2 separate regions of the Ovis aries genome follow, and region 1 is linked to region 2. A link is a contact called in public Hi-C data. All regions are on one chromosome and are shown on one strand. Each heading gives the region's core, a stretch centred on a gene start, on an enhancer-like site or on the middle of the called end of the contact. The rest is flanking DNA. Distances are from core to core; before and after follow the strand shown. Region 1 has its middle 13 kb from the start of UBE2F. Region 2 holds the start of KLHL30 (kelch like family member 30).

What was found. Hi-C and Micro-C count contacts between places; a contact is called where the count stands out from the background.
Region 1: a contact with region 2 is called in a Hi-C map of hypothalamus, with 6 times the contacts expected there. The contact joins the enhancer-like site here to the promoter of KLHL30 in region 2. A contact is called at or near these places in 9 of 16 Hi-C or Micro-C datasets (blood, hypothalamus, liver and 5 more).

What each region holds. Positions count from the first base shown.
Region 1 is chr1:3,304,445-3,307,651 of ARS-UI_Ramb_v3.0, reverse strand. No RefSeq gene overlaps it. Among named protein-coding and RNA genes, the nearest start is that of UBE2F, 13 kb to the right of the region's middle. Within about 2 kb of position 1,436, at least 11 of the 54 cell types and tissues checked have an H3K27ac peak or open chromatin away from gene starts, as enhancers often do. A contact at or near this core is called in hypothalamus, where this site is marked.
Region 2 is chr1:3,165,031-3,167,957 of ARS-UI_Ramb_v3.0, reverse strand. It overlaps KLHL30 (kelch like family member 30), which reads left to right and starts at 1,609. Exons shown (of 8, transcript XM_042244378.2): 1 at 1,609-1,692.

The DNA.
Region 1 (3,207 bases), core at 187-2,686, 140 kb before region 2:
AAGACAGCTTTCAAGACACTGCGTGCCAGACAACGGGGACAGCAGCCTCTGAGAGGTGGGTGACAAGAGAGGGGACCCCACCACGGCCCCGGCTCTCTGCCTGGAAGGCTCCCACTTGCAGCACAGAGAGGAAGGCTGAAGCAGAGCCCGCTGGACCCGAGCTGAGAGATGGAGCTGAGAGTCCAGGGAGACCAGAGTTCTCAGGACAGAGCCCTGGGGAGGCGAGAGCGCAGAGGAAGGCTTGGAGACCTACAGAGCGTTCTGCAGAGCGCCGACCAGCACACGGGTGTGAGGTGTGGGGAGCCCCCAAAGCTGAACCAGCCAAAGGGGGAATGGTGCCTGGAGCTCACATCAACCTGGGAATCTCCAGTTACCACCAGCCAAGACGTTGTGACTCCTGGGACACTGGGTAGAGTACACTGGGGGGTTAGCTCGGTAACAGAAATAATTACCCTGATCTGAGCGTGGCTCTGGTCCAGTCTGCATGCTAAGTTGCTTCAGTCATGTCCGACTCTTTGCGACCCTATGGACCGTAGCCCACCAGGCTCCTCTGTCCACAGGATTCTCCAGGCGAGACTACTGGAGATTGCCTTCTCCAGGCGATCTTCCCAACCTAGGAATTGAACCTGCGTCTCTTGTATCTCCTGCATTGGCAGATGGATTCTTTACCGCTGGCACCACTTGGGAAAGCCCCCTGATCCAGTCTACTGCTGCTAAGTCGCTTCAGTCGTGTCCGACGCTGTGCAACCCCATAGACGGCAGCCCACCAGGCTCCCCTGTCCCTGGGATTCTCCAGGCAAGAACACGAGTGGGTTGCCATTTCCTTCTCCAATGTATGAAAGCGAAAAGTGGAAGGGAAGTCGCTTAGTCGTGTCCGACTCTTAGCAACCCCATGGACCGCAGCCTACCAGGCTCCTCCGTCCGTGGGATTTTCCAGGCAAGAGTACTGGAGTGGGGTGCCATTGCCTTCTCCTCTGATCCAGTCTAACAAGTCTTAAAAGCAAGACCCAGGAGAATCTGTCTGTTTCCAACATGGGGTGTAAGTGCATCCTGGAACAAAGCTAAGGATATTCCTAGGACTACAGAGTATCTACCACGTGACAACTTGAAATTCACAGTATCAGGCTTCCGAGCAAAAATTACCAGGGGTGTGGAGAAACAGGAAAATATGACCCTGATGTGAACAAAACCAGTGAATTGAAACTGATGGGCAGTTGATGCCCATGTTAGGATTAATAGGCAGGAATACTTAGGGAGCTGTCCTGACTGGTGCCGGTGATCAATCTATCCCCTCCCAGCTCCAAATTCACCCTTCAGTACCGGCTCTGCAGTGGTGGAAGAATTCTTGAAGCCTTTTGCCTCTACCAGTGAACACAGTGTTAAGTCCCCAGTAGAGGGTGCTACAGGGACACATGAAGAGGAGCTCGCCTGCCTGCGCAGCTTTCTGATGGGCCCTTAGGGTGGTGCTCTGCCCCCAGCATGTACGGAGAACACAGGGCTGCTCAGCAGCCTTGCGGCCTGGCCTGGCAACAGTTTCCCTGTGGTCCCGCTGGTACAGACGCCACGCTCTCCATGCCTCCTGGCCCACCAGCATGCTGATTCCTTCTTCTCACCTTCTGGTCCCTCACCACGTCTTACCTGGGTCCACCTGCACCCTGGAGGATTCCCGCTAGCCCCACTCGCTCTGTGTGTCTGTGTGCCTGGCCATTCGTAGCTGATGGCTACCTATTCTCAGCCGGACCTCTGGAGGACAGCTTTCTGCTAGCTCTGTGACCGCAGACCCGTTCTGACAAGGAGAAACCAGCAAACCTATCTGGTATCCAGTGGGCTGCACCTGTAACTTCTCCAGCCAGGTCCAAACCCCAGTAGCGACGGGCATGCCCAGCACCCAGATGTTGATTTCTAATACCATTCTCCAAGAAAAGGAAGAAAGCTCTTTGGTTGGTGGCGCCAGCGGTAAAGAACGTGCCTGCCAATGCAGCAGAGAGATTTGGGTTTGATCCCTGGGTCAGGAAGATCCCCTGGAGGAGGGCATGGCAACCCACTACAGTATTCTTGCCTGGAGAAACCAATGGACAGAGGAGCCTGACAGGCTATAGTGCATAGGGTCCCACAGAGTCAGGCATGACTGAAATGATTTAGCACACATATCCTTTGCCCCAGGTGTTAACTATTGCCTTTCTGCTGCTGCTGCTGCTGCTAAGTTGCTTCAGTTGTGTTCGACTCTGTGCAATCCCATAGACAGCAGCCCACCAGGCTCCCCTGTCCCTGGGATTCTCCAAGCAAGAACACTGGAGTGGGTTGCCATTTCCTTCTCCAATGCATGAAAGCGAAAAGTGAAAATGAAGTCGCTCAGTCGTGTCCGACTCTCCCCTATCCCATGGTCTGCCGCCTACCAGCCTACCAGAGACTGGCAACAAGTCTGAACAAGACTCAACAACAAAGCGACAAGTCAGGAAGCACTGATCCCAAGGAGCAGGTGAATCTCAACGAGCGCAGTTGGAACCTGTGGGGCCCACGTGTGCTGGTCCTATCCCCTGCTTCCCAGCCCCGCAGGAGCCGGAAAACTAGAGAGACTGAAACACAAGCAGACCAGGGGCAGCCTGGGTACAAAACCAGAACTCTGGCCACAGCATGTAGTGGCAGCCCAGGACCCTGACCCGCTCCGTCCATGGGATTTTCCAGGCAAGAGTACTGGAGTGGGGTTCCATTGCCTTAGGCAGCAACAATTTGTCTGTGAATATTTTTGACAAATGCCCCCTACATGGTGGCTTAAGCCCCGGGGCCAAGGTGCAAGTCTGGAAGTAAGGATAAATCATTTGAACTTGTCTTTCAGGGAGTTAGTTACCAGACAAGTCAAAAGAGGATAATTCTTTATGAAGACCTGTTCTTCCCCTGCTGGGAACATGGGCTGTTATTTTTATGGAAATCAAGAAAGACCAACCAATGAGAAGAGCAAAGCCTCCATTAAAGCATACAGTAAGTAGAGAGTATAGACAGACAATAACAGACACACATACACATATGTCCATTCCATAGTATTAATTATATTCAGCTCTATTTAGGCATAGGTAGTGTAATTATTAATAAGTGTAAGGGTCTGTGTTTTTTTCGCCCATTCTGAGAGGCTTGTGGGATCTCAGTCCCCAACCAGGAATCAAACCTGCACCCCATGGAAACATGGAGTCCTAACCGCTGGATCTCAAG
Region 2 (2,927 bases), core at 360-2,859:
AGCAGAGACAGGCCAGCTCACAATGAGCGCCTCAGCAGGAAGCCGGGCCAGCTCCAGCATGCCCGGGAGGAGACAGCTGTCCCAAACCCACGCTGTCCTGACACCCAGACACCCTGGGGAAATTCCCTTACCTTGCCAGGAGTGGGGCCCGTCACCCTGGTGCCCCCAGGCCCCTCTGCCCTGTAAGAACACCAACGAGTCCCCAGTGGGCTTTGGGAGGCCGGTCAGCCTTGGCTACCTGACTCCTCCATGTCCCAGCACACCTAGAAACTGGTTGTACTGGTGAGGCCCGAGCGGGTACAAGATGGAGGGGCTGACAGGCAGAGCCCCCCAGCTGGCCTCCCTGGTGCCTGAAGGCCTGGGGCTGGAAACGTCCCTCTGCCCCCTGGCATGAGAGATGCCCCCCTCTGCCCCTGGCATGAGTTATGCCCCTCTGCCCCCTGGCATGAGAGATGCCCCCTCTGCCCCTGGCATGAGAGGTGCCCCCTCTATCCCCTGGCATGAGAGATGCTCCTCTGCCCCCTGGCATGAGAGATGCCACCTCTGCCCCTGGCATAAGAGACACCTCCTCTGCCCCCTGGCATGAGAGACTCCCCCTCTGCCTCCTGGAATGAGAGATTCCTCCTATCCCCCTGGCACGAGAGATGCCCCTATGCCCCTGGCATGAGAGATGCCCTTCTGCCCCTGGCATGAGAGATGTCCCTCTGCCCCCTGGCATGAGATGCCCCCTCTGCCCCTGGCATGAGAGATACCCCCTCTGTCCCCTGGCATGAGAGATGCCCTGCAGCCCCTCCAGCTCACCCCAGACTTGGTAGGGCCTGTGACTCCAGAACCTGCAGAGATTCAGGCGTCAGGAGTTCCCCTGAGACTGCCGTGAACCCAGACCTCCCAGGAGGCCACGAGCCTCCGCGGCTGTATTTTTAGGCCATCCCGTTTCTTAGCCTTCCTGGGCATTGCTACTAATGAAGACAGCAGGGCAGGCCCAAGGCCAAGACCGCGATACAAGCGGACAGAGCCTGAGGACTGCACACCCCCATCACCAGCCTGGGAGGCGCCTCTCTGAGCCCCTTCTTTACCACCAAGACTCCCCGGCACCAGGGGCCCAAGGTTTTGGAAGTCTTTGCTGAGCAACCCGCATTTCCTCACCATGGGCACTTTTCCCCACGTGGTAGAAAATAAGAGGCCATGTGAGCTCCTGTCAACAACCCCAGGAAAGCTGGTACGTGCCGGGCCCCCATGACACCCTGGCCTTGAACTGAGGGCTCTGTGTGGCCCCTGAGTCCCCAGCTCAGACTTCACTGTGCCCCTCCTGCCAATGAAAAAACAGAAGGGAGAGAGCCAGCACGCCTCACTGGGAGTAAGGGGTGAGCCCAGACGTGCCGCTCCCCCGGTGCTTCCTGCCGTCTGTCCTGGCCCAGAGGTCACAGGAGGCTCCCGGCCAGCATGGCCATTCAGAGAGGACAGGCAGAGAGGAGCTGTCACCTCTCTCCTCCCCCTACTGGCCACCGCCCACCCCCCATGCTGACAGAGACTAAAAATACCCTTCTGTCCCCACGTGGCTGCCAGCCCAGCCCAGCCCAGCCCAGCCCGGCCCCGTCATATCCCAGCAGGTCTTCCAGGCCCCTTGGCCGGCTGGGCAGTCGTGTTCTCCAGCCCGAGTTCTGAGACGAGTTCTCAGAGACCCACTGAGAGGTAGGATTGGGGGGCAGCCAGAAGGGGGAGGTGAGGACCGGGGCTGGGACCAGCAGGGGAGGGGGTGTTTTAGTGGACAGCCCAGTGGGCCTGGAGATCCCAGCCTGGCTGCCTTGGGGAGAGACCTGCACGCAGCCTAGACCCAGCCCCCGGGGGCAGGGGTGGGGGCTCAGCGGGGCTGCTTCCCTCCAGGTCCTTCTGGAGAAGTGAGGGGCATGCTGGACCACACCTCCGCCTGCAGCCAGGGCTGGACTGAGGCCCTTTGCTGTCCTGCCCACTCTGCCCTCCTCACTCCCGGCCTGGCAGGCACTGGGCAGGGGGCTCTGAGCCCCCCGGAAGCCTCAGCCCCCAGCGAGGACTGCAGGGCGGCAGGTGTCAGCAGATGACCTGAGGCTCCCCGGGAAGATGCCAGGTGCTCCCACCCGCTGGCCCCCGGCTGCCTGGGGCGGGGGCCGCCTGGCTAATCTGTGCTCCCCTGGGAGGGACGCGCTGCCTTCCCCCCAGCCAGAGGGCCTTGCGGGGAGGGGTGAGGCAGGCTGGACGCCCACCAGGGCCCGGGACCCCTCCTGACCCAGCAGAGCTCAGGCAGGTTCTTGGGCCTCTGGGTGGGTTCTCTGTGTGCCTCCCTGCTCACGTTCCTGCCGCCGGCACGGGACCCGGGCGTCCACAGTGCAAGGTCTCCGTATGGGAGCTTTGGGCTTTGTCGTTTCGATGGCACTGGGTGGACCCGGCATTTTGCACTGGCCTTCGCTTTGTTGGCTGCTAAGGCGCCCCCTGGTGGACTCACGGCGTCTCAGGGTGCAGCTTCTTGCTGTGTGGTCGGTCACTCGCGGGAAGACAAGCTGCACAGAACTTTCTTTTCTCCGGGAGGTTTTCTTAGGGCAAAAATTTCAGAATATCGTAAGGAAATATGTGCATAGTTAAATTAGCCCAGAAGTGCGTTTGCTGGATCAGGCGATTTGAGCTGAGATTGCTCTCTTTTGGTTGTTTGTCTTTACCAACCTACATCCAGTGCCATGTTACCTGGGGGGTCCGGGGGCCCGGGACCCCCGAGATGTGTAGTCTTGGACAAGGGACTTGAGCCTCTTTTTGCCTCTGTTTCCCCAGCTTTAAAGGGATGGGAACAGCAGCCGACGGCTGGCGGAGTTCCCATGAGGGCTGAATGACGAGTGTTTATGCAAAATCCAGGATGGCCTGGTCCATGGGGGGCACCGTGAGGGCACGGCTGATCCCCC